Linked DNA regions of Mus musculus: region 2 is linked to region 1. A link is a contact called in public Hi-C data. All regions are on one chromosome and are shown on one strand. The core of a region is the stretch at or near the end of the contact, and the rest is flanking DNA. Distances in the headings are between cores, read along the strand shown.

Region 1 (2,886 bases), core at 57-2,556:
TGCTCATCTCTCTGTGTAGGGTTTTATTCCTGTTCTAGTTTCTACCATATCAGACAAAGTGTTATCTTCCTAAAGCAGCCATGTTTTCATAACGCATTCTCTAATGATGTCAAGACAGGACTGTGTGCCTCAGTGGCTAAGAACTTCTTCATCAACCTTACTTGAATTGCTTTTTCTCCTATCAAACAGCATCTCAACACCTAAGTCTTTTCTTCTCATTGAGTTTCCATGTACTACACTTTGCCAAGTGTACTTTCTCTTCTGACCAGAATTTCTCCATCTGATCTTATCCAGTGGCCACTGTCTTATGCATATTTTATGAATGGAGTTTTACTTTTGCTTATGTGAATTTTTGCTATGGCATTCAACTTCTCATCCAGACATCGTTTCATGTCTCACCACCATACATGTGTGTTGAAAATCTACTCCAAGGACCACCTTCTTCACGAAAACACTTGTAGTGGTCACTCATAAATGATTTTATCCTTTCTATCTATGCTATTCCCTAAGATTCATGAACTATTGAGCTTGGGTGTGTTAGCCATGAGGCTTTTTTATATAGGGTCATGTCATCTCACAACTGTCTCATTCACACTTCATTCATAAAATTCTAATGTGTCCCTTGAAGCATTGCCTCATTAAAGATAAAAGGCTTAGAACCACAGCTGGCATGGACTTGATCTTTGCTAGGTTTCCTACTTCTTCCCTTTTCCTTTTCCCAGAAGGTTATTGGATAATGTTGTCTCTTCCAATGCAGGCATTACATGCAATCATACAGTAGTTCTTAATACTTATTGACCAGAATGTGGTTCACCTACATACCCATACACCTGAATCTGACATTAAACACGATTATGCATGAACTCCTGGTTCATATTATTCATTTCTGAAATCAATATTTTATAATCCTGAAACCTAGCAATGTACTGCTGGAATGCTCTTGTCACCCTACTCACTGATACAGTTCAAAACTGGTCCAGAATGATTCTGTCCCGATGAGTCGCCGTTACCTCTTAGACACTTTGCCTTGAGACATGAGGGCTGTGACACCCGCAAGCATCACAGAAAGTATCCATTTTCCATTCTCACACTTGCCTTGCTTTTTTTCTCTTGGCACAAGAGGAGACCAGAGATGCAGAAATTAGGAAGCTGGGCTGAAGGGAGTCCAACTTTCCAGTTCTCCAAACGCTCTCCTGGAAAGCCGCACTTCTGAGGACGTAGTCGTTTTCACTCACGCTTCCAAGAGGGGTCTTGTTCTTCTCAGATGTTCTTTCGCGAACTTTTTAACTCACTAAAATTAAAACATTTGTTTCTGACTTCCCGAACATTGTTTATAGTTCTCAACTGCTGGCCAGAGTGAACAATTACCCCCTGGAATAAAAGCTCTCTAAATCATGTTTATTTCTGCCTCAGCTATTATCCATGAAAGCTTGTTTGAGTTTTCTGTAGGGTGATAAGATTGATGTTGCACACAATTATCGTCAGCCATGTATATCCTGAAAACAATCCCAGTTTGGCAGTAGTCGTTCTGAAAGCAATATTCCTTTGCTAGCCTGTGTTGTACTATGAAACAGATCCTTGCAGAGTATCTTAATCATCCAAATCTAAGATAACATACTATTTATTTCAAATGGTCAGCAATGTTCCAAATGCCACTACAAATTAGATTAGAAATTATCCAGTTCGAGTGTAAACATCCCACTAATTTACCTAGTGTCTGGGACTTTTATTTGATATTCAGGAATTTTAATAATTTAATGTTGTTTAGCTCTCAGTTCGACCTTTGCTTTCTGGACATTTAGAACTTCTCTGTATTTATTTAAGGAGATCAGAAGTGCTTGGGATAGGGGACTGGGGTTCTGACTGCCCGGGTGGTTGCTGCAGCAGCACTATAGCGTTTGTGAAGAGAAGGTGGGAGTAGTTTACAGACTTTTGTCTGTGTGGTTATAGAGGTGACCCTCTGGATCTGCTCTTTCACAGACCCACCAAAGTGGCCCAGCTCTGCCAAGAGAGTACCCTCAGTGACACAAAATTTAGCAAAACTGATAAGATGGCCAAATTCTGTTTGAGCATTCCCAGGATACCATTGAAACACATCCCCTGTGTGGTTAAGACTTTAGAATAAATGAAATCTTTTCTACTTTTTGCCTGTTAGTCCTTTAACAAATTTCTTAACCATCTGATACTCAGTTTCCTATCTGCAAAATGGGCATAAAAATATCTTCCTTGAGAGTGGACTGCAGAAGTTGAGTGAGAAGCATCTATCTAATATAATGTTAGAAGTTTCTGCTATCCAAAGTTCCCTTCCTTTTTTCTTTTTATTTATTTTATATTTTAGGAATCTGCTTAGAGATATGATGACTTATTTAAAGCTATAATCATTTGGAGTTGGAAAGGTCTCTTTCTTCCTCTTCCTTTTCTCCTTTATCTTCTCCCTCCCTCTCTGCCTTCCCCTCCTCCCTCCCTCCCTCCCTCCCCCTCCCTCCTTCCTCCCTCCCTCCCTCCCTCTCTGCCTTCCCTTCCTCCCTCCTTCCCTCCCTCCCCCCTCCCTTCTTCCCTCCCTCCCCCTCCCTCTCTCTCTCTCTCTCTCTCTCTCTCTCTCTCTTTCTTTCTTTCTTTCTTTCTTTCTTTCTTTCTTTCTTTCTTTCTGTTTTTCTTTCTTCCCTTCTTTTTGAAAGAGTTTTGTGATTTAGCTCAAGCTGGTCTCAAACTTCTAAACTCCTATCTTGGGACCCTGAGTGCCATAGACGGGTTACGGGTCTGCATTATCACCCCCTCCTTCCCTTTTAGACCATCAACCTTCTCAGTCACACTAATTCTCAAGGATCCATATGTTGAAGCATAAATTACTGATAACCTAAACTTTTAACCTACAAATAGATTTTT
Region 2 (3,098 bases), core at 289-2,788, 320 kb after region 1:
GTCACCCAGTCATCCCTTAGCAGAGTAAGCTTTGGACACACTGTGAGACACGGATGTGTACTGTTCAAATTAATCTTCATTCTAGACTCACTGTTAATATCTTCATTTCTAACATTTGAGGGAATTAAACCCAAGTATTAGATATTAGATTCTGCCTCACAGATTCTAGTAAATTCCAACAATACTGCAAATTATTATTGCTTCATGCACACAGTGGCTTGGTGCTAGTTTTAAAGCTGGGCAGGCAGTCAGAGCTTTTATGTTGAGCCAGGGGCAAGCCGAGGGATTGCTCTCGGTTTTTTGTTTTGGTCTGTTTTTTTATTTTTTTTTTTTGGTTTGGCTTTCAGCGTGATGACAGAAAGGACCCGCTAGGGGGCAGTGTGTGCACAGGTTTCAGCCAAGCAAGCCCAGCGGTTTATGGCCGCTCAGGTAATCCTGAAGGCAACAGGGAGATCCAAGAGTCTTGAGAAACAAAATTCACTATATGAAGTTATTCTTTAGGTGGAGCAGAATAAAGCAGCCCGAAAAGACTGCACAGGAGAAGAAAAGCTAGTGACACAGCAAAAAACTGGGGGATGGTTATTTTAAAGGTTTCACCGCACCGGAGCGCTTACGGCTTGATACAGGAATTATTCGGTATTCTCCTTAATGATTGCTAAAGGGCTTTTAATATTTTTATTTATTACCTTTGACATTTCATGTTTCTGAAATCCATGCAGAGCCGTGATTCATTTTTCTTGTCTATTGTAGGTAGCAGTTAGAATTCAATTAAAGTTAACCACTTTTAATTGGGCAATGATAGCTGATGTTGCATTATTGAGTGCTTCAATGTTCTGAGGGGTTTACTTACATTTTCTTTTCTTCGCTAATGCTCCTGGATAAGGAGACTTTTATTAGTTGTATTTATTCCCACTGGAGATGTGGAGAGATGGTGTTGATACTCACTCCAACATCCCAAGCCTCAAGGTCTAGACCAGAAGCCATTTCTCTTAACTATTTTGCCGTTTTCCCCTAGAGTGCACAGCTTCTCACACCTCTTGTTAAAATGTAGATGCTGATTCATGGATGTGGGTGGAGACTGAGAGTCTGCAACGTAGGCCAGTTTGCAGGTGACTGCAGTGCTGCTGCGTTTTCCATGGGCCTCATTTTTAAAAAGTGAGCACCTGTGTCGAGGTGAAAGGTGCAGGCGTATACAGATGTGCATGATCTAATCCCTACACTCAGATACAGATGTGCATGATCTAATCCCTACACTCAGACAGCCTGTGAGTAGGAGAGATGAAGAAGGCACATGTCCAGGACCACAGAGTAACAAACAGAACAATTCCATTGATATGAGAACAGGACTTGCTGACAGGGGGTGAAATGGACCCCAAAGCTTTGAAGGGTGCCTGCGGAATGAGCAAGACCTAACTCACAAAGCATGACCAGCAAGCCTAGTGCAGACACGGGTCTTGCAAGGGTTGTTCAAAAGGACAGGGAACTGAAGGAGGGAGGGGCGAGGAAGGGAGGTCGGAATGCAAGTCACTCCTGGAATTAAGAAACACTGTCTAGAGGACGCTCAGAATGGACAGCACCCAGCTGCTCAGGAAACCTCAGTGCGGGGTGAGATGAACCAGGAAATAGATGGCGGTAGAGGCGGTGTTGACAGAGCACAGAGGAGGTAATCTGAATAAAAAGAACCTGTTTAACCCAAGTTCTGGGATAGGACAGTACCATGCACACTAGAGGAAGAGTGCCTAGACCTGTTTTCCCATCTGTCCATAGAGAAGCTATGCTGCAGCCATGGTTCAGAGCAATGCGGCTCTCTCTCCATCGTAACATATCATGAGTGCCGCAGCAGAGGAGACTCCAACTCCGAATTCTGTTTTCATTAGGGCTGGGCTGGAGCTAGGAATTTATGTCTATCTTCTCATGTTTATTTGGTTGATAGGTATGCGCAGGCAACACTGAGATCTATCACTCGGGAGCCACGGTTCTCAAGTGAGCAGCCTCGACCGACCGGGAGGCAGCTTTAGCATCGGTGGGAACTGATGGGAAATGCAAATCTTGGTCGGGTTCCCAGACTCATAGAGTCAGAAACTCAGGGTGAGGCTCAGAATCTCTGTTTTAACAGACCCTTTGGTGATTCTCAGGCAAGTCCAAGTTTGAGCACTGGTGTATTCTCAGGCCTTCCAACTCCAAGTGTGGTCTAGCTTGGGACTTATTACATTAGCAGAGTCTGGGACCCGGCACCTCGCAGCTACTGAATCAGAAGCGCGGGTCAAGAGACCAGGTGAGGAACGTGTGTGTTAAGGTAGGGAAGCACACTGAATCCCAGGGAGGACAATTTAAGGTTCTAGAGTGGGAATATAACATCATGGCAAGAAAACGTGGAAGACAGAGTTTGAGCCGGAGAGAAGGACATGGACCCAAACGCATATAAATCATCTTGGTCCTGCAGGACTTACTAAAAGAAACCCCACAGAGGAAGTCTGCTTGTTAGCATCACTCCCCAGACCTTCCTCCCGAATGCTTCCCTTCTAGACCCCAACAGAGAGCTGCCAGGCCTGGGGTGGAAGTCTGCATTGCAGAGCGCAGGGCTCCCTTAGTAGTGGACTTCTGCCAGCCATCGATCCAAGATTAAGATCTCCCTCTGCAATACAACTGCACTCAGGCCCCGGCTCCAGCTTGTAGAATATTTTTGATAATAAGAAAGCCTAAATGAAGCATCCCTTCAAAGGCCTTCACCATTAATTTGGCACAAGGAAAAAAGCCAGCACATTAGAGCAGGTTTTCCAGTCACCCTGCCTGTGTTGTAGAACCTCTGAATAGACATCCATAATGAAATTACTCAGAATGGAATTCATTACCTGACTTAAGATTTATTGCTTTTTAACTAGAAATATAAGGCTCCGCACACTCTGCTCCCGGAGTTGGCTGTGCGAACGGTCCATTCCTTCTCTCCAGTTTGAGTTCGGGGGAAACCCAGCAGAGGAAATGCTAATCGGGTGCAGGGGTTGTGGGCAGAAGAATGGGCTGAACAATGCGGCTTCATTAGGACTGGCACATTGGAACCCCAGGACTCTGGTGCTCAGTTCTGCTTCCACAATCTCACC

Evidence for each region. A called contact is a pair of places that touch in the nucleus more often than the background predicts.
Region 2: a contact with region 1 is called in a Hi-C map of uterus, with 9 times the contacts expected there. The contact joins the promoter of 9530026F06Rik here to the enhancer-like site in region 1. A contact is called at or near these places in 61 of 484 Hi-C or Micro-C datasets (the AtT-20 cell line, CD4 T cells, CD8 T cells and 34 more) and 3 of 115 datasets of contacts at active chromatin or transcription factors (astrocytes, bone marrow-derived dendritic cells and embryonic forebrain).

The regions. Positions count from the first base shown.
Region 1 is chr1:61,058,810-61,061,695 of GRCm38.p6, forward strand. No RefSeq gene overlaps it. Among named protein-coding and RNA genes, the nearest start is that of Icos, 82 kb to the left of the region's middle. Within about 2 kb of position 1,307, at least 4 of the 459 cell types and tissues checked have an H3K27ac peak or open chromatin away from gene starts, as enhancers often do. A contact at or near this core is called in Th17 cells and uterus, where this site is marked.
Region 2 is chr1:61,376,894-61,379,991 of GRCm38.p6, forward strand. It overlaps 9530026F06Rik (RIKEN cDNA 9530026F06 gene), which reads left to right and starts at 1,539. Exons shown (of 5, transcript NR_040483.1): 1 at 1,539-1,663; 2 at 2,117-2,275.